Linked DNA regions of Rattus norvegicus: region 2 is linked to region 1. Evidence: chromatin contacts called from public Hi-C data. All regions are on one chromosome and are shown on one strand. Each heading gives the region's core, a stretch centred on a gene start, on an enhancer-like site or on the middle of the called end of the contact. The rest is flanking DNA. Distances are from core to core; before and after follow the strand shown. Region 1 has its middle 39 kb from the start of Ppp1cb. Region 2 overlaps Plb1 (phospholipase B1).

Region 1 (5,710 bases), core at 2,156-4,655:
CTAGGTTCTCAGACTATCTGCTTTGCATTATTAATCCTCCAACAGATCCTCTCAGGAAGATGCTCCTGCCCTCCTTTTACAGATAAGAAAATGGGGCCCAGGGGGCTGAAGTGGTTTAGCCAATGCCTTTCAACTAGTGGATGGCAGCGGAGGGACAGCGTCTTATTACAAGGTGGGGCAACCTAGCCCAGGGGAGGAAGGTTAGGCAAGGTCTTGGGGATCTGGGCCTCTCACACACCCCACCTTTCCCCTGAGCCCTTCCCGTGTACTCAGGCTAGCCTCATGCCCCGACCAGAGACTGTTGCTGGGCTCCATTGTGTCACAGCTCCTCTGATGTCACCCTAGACATTGCCTGTGAGAGTGCCACCGGCCTCATGTATATCTCCCTGGTCTTTCCTGCTTTGTTTCTGACAATACAGGCTGGCCGTGGCTTGGATTTGACATTGCCCTGGTGACACCTATTCTCTCCTCCTCATCACTCTTCTGTCCTGTCCTGTCCCATCACTCAGGCAAAAACAACAACAACAACAAAACAAACAAAAAAACCAAACAACTAGAATTCTCTCCCAGGATAATGGTTGCCCCAGTATTAGGCTTTGGACACATAATGTGCACAGGAGAAAGAGGCAGGCAGATCTCAGTGAGTTCAAGGCTAGCCTGGGCTGCACCATGAGACCCTGCCTTGAAGGAAGAGGAGGAGGAGTAGGGAGAAGGGAATAGGGAAGGAAAGGAGGGGAAGGAGGACAGGGGAGGGGGAAGAAGAAGAGAGAAAAATTAAGATCCTTTTAATTAGAGAGAGTAATGGCAAGATTGTCTTAGATAAAACATAAGTATAATCCTGACTCTATCAGTTAAAAAATTAGGGAGATTTTTCACAAACACCACACACACACACACACACACACACACACACACACACACTCACAAGCACAGATGAGTACACACAGAGAGGGCCTTGTATAACCTAAGGCAAGGGAGTGTGGTAACCATAAGCCAAGGAATGCCCACAGCCGACATAAACTAGAAAGACACAAAGCAGCTCCCTTCCTCCAGCCTCGGATGGAACATGGCCCTGGGGACACCTTGCTTTTGATGTGATGATACTGGTTTTTTAGACATTTGGCCTCCATAACCATGAGGGAATAAAATCTTGTTTTAAGCCATCAAGTCCCTGGCAATTTGCTGCAGTAGCCAGAGGAAACCCGTACAGGCCCCATAGGGCTCAACTCGCTTTCTATCTGCCTTACTCGAATTACTGTTCTATCTTCCTCCGTCCTCTGGTTTCACAGCCCCTTTCCCTGAGAGCTGGAACCAACAGCCTGCATTTACCCAGCACCCCCTCCGTGCCCCGCACTGAGCCAGGGGCTCCACCTGGGCTGTGTCACATTAGCCCACAATCACACAGCTAGAAACTATTAAAGCTGAAGTCTAAACACGGCTCCTGCTAACTTCAAAGCCTGTGGCTGCAACCCTGCTGTCTCACTGCCCAAGGAGGGGCCTTTTCTAGGTACTGGGACATTAGTTCCTGCGTGTCTTTTTCCAGAAGGCCATTGGCATCTCATACAATAAATGGTGTGTGTAAATGTGTGTGTGTGTGTGTGTGTGTGTAGCAGTGTGTGTGTGTGTGTGTGTGTGTGTGTGTGTGTGTGTGTGTGCTCACACACTTACATATGCTAAGCCCTGTGCTTAAGACATTGGGTATAACGTTTTATGTTTATCATCAAAGCAACCCCATGAGGTAGAAGCTATTTGTAGACAAGGGAACAACCTCTCCTGGAAGAAGCAACCCTTGGCCCTGGCCTCCTGGGGTTCAGGACCAGTGTTATTTCCTCTGATCTCCCCAGCTTCTCGTTCACACCATTGCACTGGGCTATAATTTGCCTTGGACTGTGTTCAGACTTCTGAAAGGCCTCTGTGTTGTCCAAAGTTTGGAGGACTTCCATCAAGTCCATGTGTGGAGCTTGTCAGCTTCCAGAAAGTTCAAAACACCCACAGCGCCACATAAATATCCCACTGCTTGTACACTCGCTCATGCCCGGGCCATGTTTTCCAAAGCCTCCTTTGCCTCGTCCAACAGGCTCCCTCCTTCCCCTCCTCATTAGAAACGTTGTGACTGGTTCTCTACAAGATCAATATAGTGTGGAGTTTGCAAAGGATTTATAATCACAGAACATCACAGTGAGGATCACCATCTAAAATGTAGGCAAAGGGAAATGTTAAAGATTTCACCAAAAAAAAAAAAAAAAGATTTCACCAAAACACACATCTAAATCTTTTACTTTAGAATGCGTGTTAATGCAATTGGGATTGGGGGTGGGGGGAGTTAGGGGAAGGGGTAGGGGCAGTGCTCTGCATGTACAAACCCTGGATACTGAAACTGATTAATTTAGTGTCGGTGGTAATTTGCATATTTTTACTTGAAATGTGGAAAACCTTAATTGAAGAAGCAGTTGATGTAGCGGCCAGCAGAAGACAAACTGCCTTTGGAAGTGAATCAAGACTCCCAAAGGTTCCTGGATCATCCTGGTTTTGCAAAGAAGCAAGACTCAACGAAAGAGAAAAAGACTTCTTCACAACTGTGGGAAGACAGGTTAATAGCAGTGAAAGCTTTCCAGCAGGACCCCAGGATTCCGGATTCCAGTCCCAGCCCAAATACACACTTGCTGGGTGGTGCTGACTAGATGTTTATCTTCCCTGGGTATCAGTTTCTCCCACCTACAGGTAATTTCCGAGGTGCCTACACATTCCACGAGGACATTTTAAAATGAGAATAATGGGCTGGTAGTAGGGATCAGCAGGCAAACGCATTTCCTGCCAATCCTGATGACCCGGAGTTTAGTTACCAGGGCCCATGGAGTAGAAGGAGAGACCTGACTCTAAAAAATAGCCCTCTGATATCCACTTGAATGTCATGGTATACACACACACACACACACACACACACACACACACACACACACACACACACACCACAAACATAATAAACAAACCCAGAAACTTAAACATTTTTGAGAAAACGAATCCCAGTCTTTTTTGAATTTCATAAAAACTTAGTGTTTGTGTAATATGGGGGGCAGGAGGGTGCCCGTGTATTACAGCCTACGCATGTGCCATGCCAAGTCAGGGGATAACTTTGTAGAGTTGGTTCTCTGTGCGCTGAGGGTTGCAGAGCTCAAGCCCAGGTTGTCAGTCAAGCCTGTGCCACAAGCGCTTTTGCCAGCCGAGCCATCTCGCTGGCCCTCGGCCACGATTTCCATCTTCTATGTCTTTTCCCCACAGTTATGTAACCCACTAAGAGACGCGGCAAGGAGATCGACTTGTTGTCCCAAAGACCTGAGTCCGGAGGGCTGACTATACTATATATAACCTGGTCTTCTGAGAAGCGCCGAGTCTCACACACAAATCTCAACTTCAGTGACACCGTTCTCAAGATGCCAGCTGGAACAGCCCTGCCAGAGAAGAGGTTGACAGTGACCTCTGTCTGAATCTTTCACTAGGACAAGTCCAGAAAGCTGCCCTGTCATTAAGTCTGCAAAGTAAACCCCACCCTAAGCGGAAGCCCAGCTAGGAGTCATCCGCGGTCGTCCCTGCCGTAAAGGGAAGGCTCTGGGGCTGTACAAGTTCACCAGTGCCTGCATTCAAATGGGCCAGCCTTGGGACCCTCAAGGCTCTGCCCAGACTCCTGGGGCTCTTGGCAGCATTCAGAAGTACATTTCACTGGCTCGTTTAGGTTTCTCCGGGAAAGAGACAGACGCAAAGAACCAAGGGATCTGTTAGCCAACCACCAAGAAGAACCCCCCTGGAGCTGTAGGCAGAATTTACATATTCAGGAAATCTCACTAAATTCAGAGGCCCAGAGGGTAGTTCCATTGGACAGAACACATGAGGTCCCGAGTTCAGCCCCCAGCACTTCATACATTGGCTGTGTTAGCTCATGCCTGGGAAGTGGAGGCAGGAGAATCAGTAAAGTCATCCTTGGTGATTCAGTTTGAGGCCAACCTGGGCTACATGAGAGAGGCCAACCTGGGCTATGTGAGATCCTATCACAAGAAAAAAAAAGTCCATAATTCAGATTTGTCAATATGCATGTCTAGCTTTTAATGTCTCTCACACAAGCATCATTTTGATCTTGCAAACCCGCATGAAGCTTCACAGTTAAGAACTTGCATTTGTCCTGAATCGTCTTTCTAGAGAGTTCTTTTAAAGCGGAAGCCCCAGCTGTTCGGTTTCCAAACCTAACTAGGAGTTCTGTACATAACTGAGCCAAGACAGGCAGAGTAGTATGCCTTTAGCATGCTTAATGTGCCCCCAAAGCCCCTCTAAGCGGTTCTCAGCTTTTTCTGTGGCCCAGAGAGCAGTGTTTCCTCCTCCAGGTTTGAGTAGGGCTGGGCATGGTGGCCTCTGGTCCTAGCACTTGGAAGGCTGAGAGCAGGCAGGAAAATCTTGGGTTTGGTTTGAGGACACCCTAGGCAATACAATGAGATTCCATCTCAAAATACCTCCCCTGACTGCCCCTCCTTGCCCACAAACAAGCAAGCAAACACAACAAGAACACAATGAAGCAGAGTGGTATCAAGTTCCTTCACAGCCCAGACTGTCCGTGATCCCATTTTGGATTTCCTGAGTGTGATAGCAAGAGCTGACATTTATTGGACACTTATTGTATGTGAGTACTAAGTACTTTATCATGTGATATAATATCCAGGACAACTCTAAACAGAGGCCTCATTCCCATTTTGTAGATTAAAACAAAATAACAACAAACAAACAAACAAAACCTTCAAAATATTGAGCTAAGAGATGGCAGATTTAAATCATGTCTGGCTGACTTGCATCTATCCGTCTGTTTGTCTATCTGTCTATAGACAGGGTTTTTCTGTATAACCCTAGAACTCGCTCTGTAGACCAGACTGGCCTTGAACTCAGAGATCCTCTTGCCTCCCTAGCACTGGGATTAAAGGCGTGCACCACCACTGCCCGGCGAGCCCCATGTGTTTTTTTTTTTTTTTTTTTTTTTTTGGTTCTTTTTTTTGGGAGCCGGGGACCGAACCCAGGGCCTTGCGCTTCCTAGGTAAGCGCTCTACCACTGAGCTAAATCCCCAGCCCCTGAGCCCCATGTTTTAATGTGTAGGATACATGGTTCTCCAAACTAACGTGTAAATTCCCTGAAAGCACAGATTCTGTCTTTTTTGCCTTTTGTACAGCCTAGAGGAAACCTTAACAACAGTGGATTCTTAGCATCTCTGTGTCAACCAACCCATGATGAGGCATCCCTACCTAGAGTATTCAAACGCCGGAGGTTAGACTGACTGAGAAGGTTGACTGGCTAAGAGAATTTGGAAAGCTAATCTTAGCTAGCCCAATTTAGGATTCCAGAAAGCCCTGGCCAGAAAGGTAGACTTTTTCCTCTGAATTGCTCCAAGGAACAATAAAGCATCCAGACTGTGCAGGTTTAGGAGTGGCCATGGGACCAAACCTGATCCGACGTCCTTGACATCGGTGGTCCTGAAGGAGCTAGTGCTGCTCTTTGGGACAAAAACTCCTTCCCTGTGCTGGCTGTCACCCAGCTTGGAAAAGCTCACAGTGCACACTTGTTCCTGTCCTTTGGGCAGTCCCCTTCCTCTTCCAACAGTGACATGAGAAGGAATGTCGCCCTGCATTCCTAACATTCACGTCTCTGTGTTTTAGTCATAGGGCAATCGCTTGGAGC
Region 2 (5,710 bases), core at 1,430-3,929, 71 kb before region 1:
CTGGGATCACCCGGTCCTGGCCCATCGAGTGCTTAGGAAGGCAGGAGAATATCAGGGGCTCCTGTCTCCAGCCTGGGACCTGTGTGGACTCACAGAGCTGTGGAAACAGCTGCGAGGAGAGGCCCTGGGCCTGTGGGGATGGGGAGATGAGACTGCGGACACAGGAAAAGAACATGGAGAGGGGGAGCCTGAGGGACAGGAAGAAGCTTGCAGGGGGAATGGGGGAGTGAGGGGGTGGAAGAGGTACCCCACCTCCCAAGAGAACCTTAGAGGCCCATCACTATGAATGCCCTGGAGGCTGCCTTGGGCCTATTAAATGTTACAGCATATCTGTGGGTGCCTTTACTTTATAACCTCTATGCACCTATCACTACAATCCTGGGTAAGTTCTCCATGTGAGGGTCAGGGATGGCACCATGCATGCTGCTCAGTGCCCGCCCACAGACTGTAACCATCTTGTGTTAGCTCCTCATGTTGGCCATGTGTCCTTTCCTCACCTGACTTCTCAATTTTGTTGTTTTGAGACAGGGTCTCAGGTAGCCCAAGTTGACCTATAATTTACTATGTAGCCAAGGCTGGCTCTCAACTCCCAGTTCTCCTGCCTCTGTATCCCAAGTCCTGGGATTGCAGGTGTGCTCTACCACACCCAACCCTGTTCATGTCTTTTTAAGGAATTGGCTTCATTGAACTATATTGACCCACAATGAACCACGGATATTCAGAAGAATACAGTTTGATGAGTCTTGACACCTGTGTTCCCATGAGGCTATCACTGCTATCATGCAGTGAACAGGCCTGTCACTCACAACAGAGCTCTCTCAGGTCCATCCCTACTGAGAATAACAATGCTTTATTCCTTTTCATTGCTGTATACTACTCCATTCATAATTGAGTCTCTGGAACCTAATAGCATACCTTTAATTTACAACAAACTACGGGGAGAAGGAAGACCCAGTCCTGCCCATACTGTCTCTCCAGTCTTGTTGGGACAGAGGGGGAAAACAATAGTGTCAAAGTCCCCCATTCTGCCCTGTGGGCATCAGGGTCTGGATCAGTGTAACCCCAGCAGCTCCCTGATGAGAAAAGGCCCGAGCAGCTTCCCAAAGACTGACGCAGAATGACTTTCACGGAGTTAGCATTTCTGGAGTCCAGCTTAGGGTCTCTCTCCACCCTGAGCGAGTCTGAAATCTTTTTCTCCCTTCTCCCTAGGGACATGCCGGCCCAGGCTCAGGCCCTGGTGAAGAAGATGAAAAGCACCCCTGTGAGTACAGACCCCCTAAAGGCGTTCCTCCCTTAACTGGGGAGTCACAGGCCCTGATGAACCCCTCCAGGGCCCCCACAGCTTGCCTTCAGTTGGTCTTCAAGGGAGTTCACGGAACACTGCCTGCAAGCACCCTGCCCTGGGGCGGGCTGCAGGAGAGCAAGGTAGAATGGGGAGTTGGCCAAGATCATAGGCCTGGGGCCTTCATCCCAGAGCTGGCCTCCCAGAGCCGCCTTCCATAAATAGCAGGTTCTAAAAATAGGCCTCCCATTCCAGGCCTCCCCTCTTCTCTCTCCCCAAGCCCTCAGACTCTCACTTGTACTTTTTTCTAACGCTGTGTTCTTGTGCTGTGGACTCCAGCTACTGGAGGGACTCCATTTATGGCAGACAAGGAGCAGGGAACCACAGCTCCAGGGCCGTCCTGGACCTACCCTACTATGCTGAACCCACTGGGTTCTCCCTCTATGAATCCAGGTCCTAAAAGCCCTGACCTTGTCTTTAAGTTCTATCTTTTGACACAGACCCCTTTGAACACCTCAGAGCACATTGGAGGAGCACGATAATCCACGAGGCCTTTCATGACCTTGGGGAAATGTGGAACGTACCCACTCTAGCTCCTTAAGAGGATTTCAGGGGAGTGAGGGGGGCAGAAAGTAGCCTGTCTTCTATGTGTGAGCAGAACACACACACACACACACACACACACACACACACACACACACACACACACGCACGCGCGCTTCTTACAGGGGCATGCCCATCATTTCAGGGGATCGTGGAGTAGGCCAGACCTCATAGTTTGTGTGACACAGAAAACATGACAATATCTGAGAAGCTGACTGACTAGGTAGCATGACTAGGGTCACCAGCAACTGTTCCCAGATCTTAAACCCAGGACCTGTCCCCTCAGACAATCAACATACAGGAAGACTGGAAGCTGATTACACTCCTCATCGGGAACAACGACCTGTGTCTTTACTGTGAGGATCCGGTAAGCCCCTGACAAGCCTCACTGAGGACCTGAGAATGAAGTTGTTGGCCCCATCCTCCTCATCCTGGGCTCTGACTCATGTCCTTCATGTCTGAATGCCAGACTAGCCTGGGCTCCAGGCGCTTGATTCTACCCAGGCAGCCTCTGGTTTAGCTTTCCTAAGTGGTTTCCCAACTCAGAAGACAGGTCTAGAAGGATCCAGTCTTCAGACACTGAGGTGGTGGCCTCTTTGGGACATACAGATGGAGCTTTCTGGTGGGTAGATGGCTAGTGGTTTTGTGTCTTGTGCCTGCTTGGAGTCTGCCCTCTCTTGGAGGGGGAGGCAATCCTATCTTCGAAATGGAGTTGGAGAAAAGAGAACCACACAGAGTGTCCTTGTTGCCCTTCAGGGCCATGATAATCTAAGCAACCAACCACAGCCAGCTGGCCTGGGAGCTGACCCCATTCCTGATGTGTCTCTGTGGGGAAACATGTCCAGACTCACAAGCGTTTGGAACCTGTGCCTTTCAGAATACATCTTGTTCTAAGCTGGGGACATCCTGTATTTTATTTTGCCAGGAAGAGGCAGCTGCCAGGACTCTGAAGAGGTGGTAGAATGTTTGACACATTGGGGTGGCAGGCAGCTCGTAGCTCCTTGTGGCTCTCAGAGAATAACCATCAAGAGCCCGGCGTCACTATCTTCCCCCATGCAAGCTCAGCTGTTCTAGAACCTTCCCTCAGTCCTTTCCCTTACCGTTAAGAACTGGGGTTCAGGGGTGCCCATAGGACCTCGCCCCTGGAGCTTTCAATCGTGCTGGGTCTTGCATTGTAGGATCATTGGAAACCAGAAGATACCCAGAGCTCCCTGGGGATACACGGTGTGGGGAAACGCCTCTCTGAGTTCCAGCTCACCTGCCCCTCATGTACAGTTTTATCTCTCTTCCTGAGGGTGTATATCTTTGAAAAAGGACACCGCCAGGTCCCTCAGGCCAAGTCTGAGGAATGCAAGAAGGCAGGCTCTTAGGGACAGCAGTCACCCAATTCATCCCCTAATTCTTCCTTCCAGTGTAAAAAGCCAAAGAGAGTCTCTCTCCTTCTCCCTATACAGGAGAACTACTCAACCAGGGAGTATGTCAAGTACATCCAGCATGCCTTGGACATCTTCTATGAGGAGGTAGGAATGGGTAGTGATCAGTCTGCTCCCTGGCCCCTGCTCTCGCACTACTGACGTGTGTGGAGCACCACCTTGGGTGCTTCTAGGCAAGTTGCATTCGATTCTCGGCAAAACAGCTTTTGACCGGCTCTGAAGCTGGACAGTGGCACGGCAGAGAACTCCTGCTGGAGCCACCTAGCCTGGGTTTGAAGGCAACACTGTGGTTTTTATTAGCTCTGGGACTTCTTTGGGTCTCAGCTCTTCCTCCTAACAAAGAGAAACGCTAGGAAGAGTCCATGCAATCACGCAGGCCCCTCCCAGGGTATCCATTTCTTCTGTGGTAGTGACGGGGAGGGTGAGGTCACATTGAAGACTGTCCTCAAACTCATGAACCCCACCCCTCTGCCTCCTGCAGCTTCCCAGGGTTTTCATCAACGTGGTGGAAGTCATGGAGCTGTCCGGTCTGCTCCACGACCAGGGCGGGAAATGTGCCATGCCGTTGGCTGTCCAGTAAGTGTGCAGGGCAAGGCTGCCGGGGTAGGCAGGGTTTCATAGGCACACTAGGAGGAAAAGTGTGGGCAGGGCTAGAAGCCAGGGACTTAGAACACACTTGGATATGCCTGGAGAACCACATGCCTACCTACTCCCTTCCCTGGATGGTAGCTTCCTTTTCTATAAAACGAGGCGCACCAAATGACCTAGAAGACTCCCCAGCACTTCTGACTCTAAAGTCCACTCTGGCAAGTCTACTCTCTGCAGAGGACAATGAGCTCCAAGGACACCTTGGGTTTCCCTAAAATCCTGGCTCTGCTATTGAGGGACAATTGGACCTGAACCTACAGTGTCTCTGCACCTCTGGGTACTTGCCTATAAAAATAGGAATAAACCCTCCCTAAGAGCAACATCACCAGGAAGGTTATGTATGGGGCTAGATCAGGCTACGTAGCTTTTATCCCATCCTCAAAAACAGGGGTCGGAGGTTCTAATGGGAAGGAATTACTGTGGGAAGGACAGACGTTTGCTACCTCTGGGGGCCTCAGGGACTCTGTTTCTACAGCTGTGACTGAGAAGTCCTATCTGATGACAAATGTCCCGTTAAAGGTGGCTAAGGAATCAGGTCCCCAGGTGGAATGGCCATGGTTAGCAAGGAAAGCCCCTCCGATTCCATAGATGTTGGTATCACATTTCACCTTGTCAAGGGCATCTCGGGCCGTCCAATTGTCTTCACTCTGTGGACCCCAAGGAAACTCCCCAGTGCTCAGTGGTGAGAAGCTTCAGGACTGTGGGGAGGAGTCCAGAGGCAGAGTCCTGCCAGAACTCCACCCGGGCCTTCCCTCAGAGTTGGGACACAGTCATCACAGAGGAGGGTCTACACATGAGGAAAGAGACCTTGCTTCAGGCTCTAACCCTTCCAACTGGAAACGATTTATCTTGTGTCGGTCTATGGAAATAGGGGAATTTTGGTTGTGGGCTTCCCTTTTCAGTCCGTGGTCTCTTGGCTCTTTGACAAGACTGTTCTGGGTGGGAAAATGTGGGGGGACGCAGCCAGTCACTTCACAGAGGCTAGAAAGCAAAGCCGGTGGGAGAGCAAGTGTGACTCCCGTGACTACTTCCTTCAATTAGGCTCCACCCACTAACGGTGCCAAAGCTCGGGACCAAGCCTTCAGTCTACACTTGAGATTTTAGGGAACATTTACCGTCCCAACCGTGGCACACCTTTTCAACCACATTCCTGAGTTAGGGCTTTGTGACTTGGACCCAAGTGTCGCAGGCGTACTTGTGTGTCAAGCCCCGCCCACCTCCATTTAGCAGCACAGACTGCGCTGTGTGAACAGAAACACAGGAAAGTGTGACAGGGCCAAGGTACCTTCCAGACAAGATTTCTTGTCTTATAGGAAAAACTGCAGTTGCCTTAAACGCTCTCAAAACCTCATGGCAATGCAGGAGCTGAAGAAAGTCAACGGGAACCTCCAGGTGAGTCTTGACCTCTCTTCCTCCCGGGTGCTCCTAATGGGAGTCCATGTTGGGCTCCCAAAGTGAGGACTCAGAACTTGTGTGCTCCATCGGGCTTGGCTAAGAGCAAGTGGCTCCCTAAAAGGAGATCCTATCCCTCAGAGTATTTACCTGGGGTAAGATGGTATGCAGATCCCAAGAGGGCAGTTGGGAGAAACCCAGCCTTCAGAGTAGATGCCACACAGCAGGGCACTGCTAACCTCTAACCTTCCTGAGAGGAAGGGTCACTGTACCTGGCTTCCGCTGCCTTCCCCTCAGAAAGAGGAAGTCCTACTAATTAGTTCTACTGACATTTACTTCCTCCGCCTCTGTC

Evidence for each region. Hi-C and Micro-C count contacts between places; a contact is called where the count stands out from the background.
Region 2: a contact with region 1 is called in a Hi-C map of psoas muscle, with 4 times the contacts expected there. The contact joins two enhancer-like sites. A contact is called at or near these places in 2 of 12 Hi-C or Micro-C datasets (mammary epithelial cells and psoas muscle).

Annotation. Positions count from the first base shown.
Region 1 is chr6:29,749,321-29,755,030 of GRCr8, reverse strand. No RefSeq gene overlaps it. Among named protein-coding and RNA genes, the nearest start is that of Ppp1cb, 39 kb to the right of the region's middle. Within about 2 kb of position 3,405, at least 3 of the 93 cell types and tissues checked have an H3K27ac peak or open chromatin away from gene starts, as enhancers often do.
Region 2 is chr6:29,819,225-29,824,934 of GRCr8, reverse strand. It overlaps Plb1 (phospholipase B1), which reads left to right. Exons shown (of 58, transcript NM_138898.2): 50 at 1,210-1,261; 51 at 2,172-2,252; 52 at 3,340-3,405; 53 at 3,800-3,894; 54 at 5,280-5,358. Among named protein-coding and RNA genes, the nearest start is that of Plb1, 110 kb to the left of the region's middle. Within about 2 kb of position 2,679, at least 12 of the 93 cell types and tissues checked have an H3K27ac peak or open chromatin away from gene starts, as enhancers often do.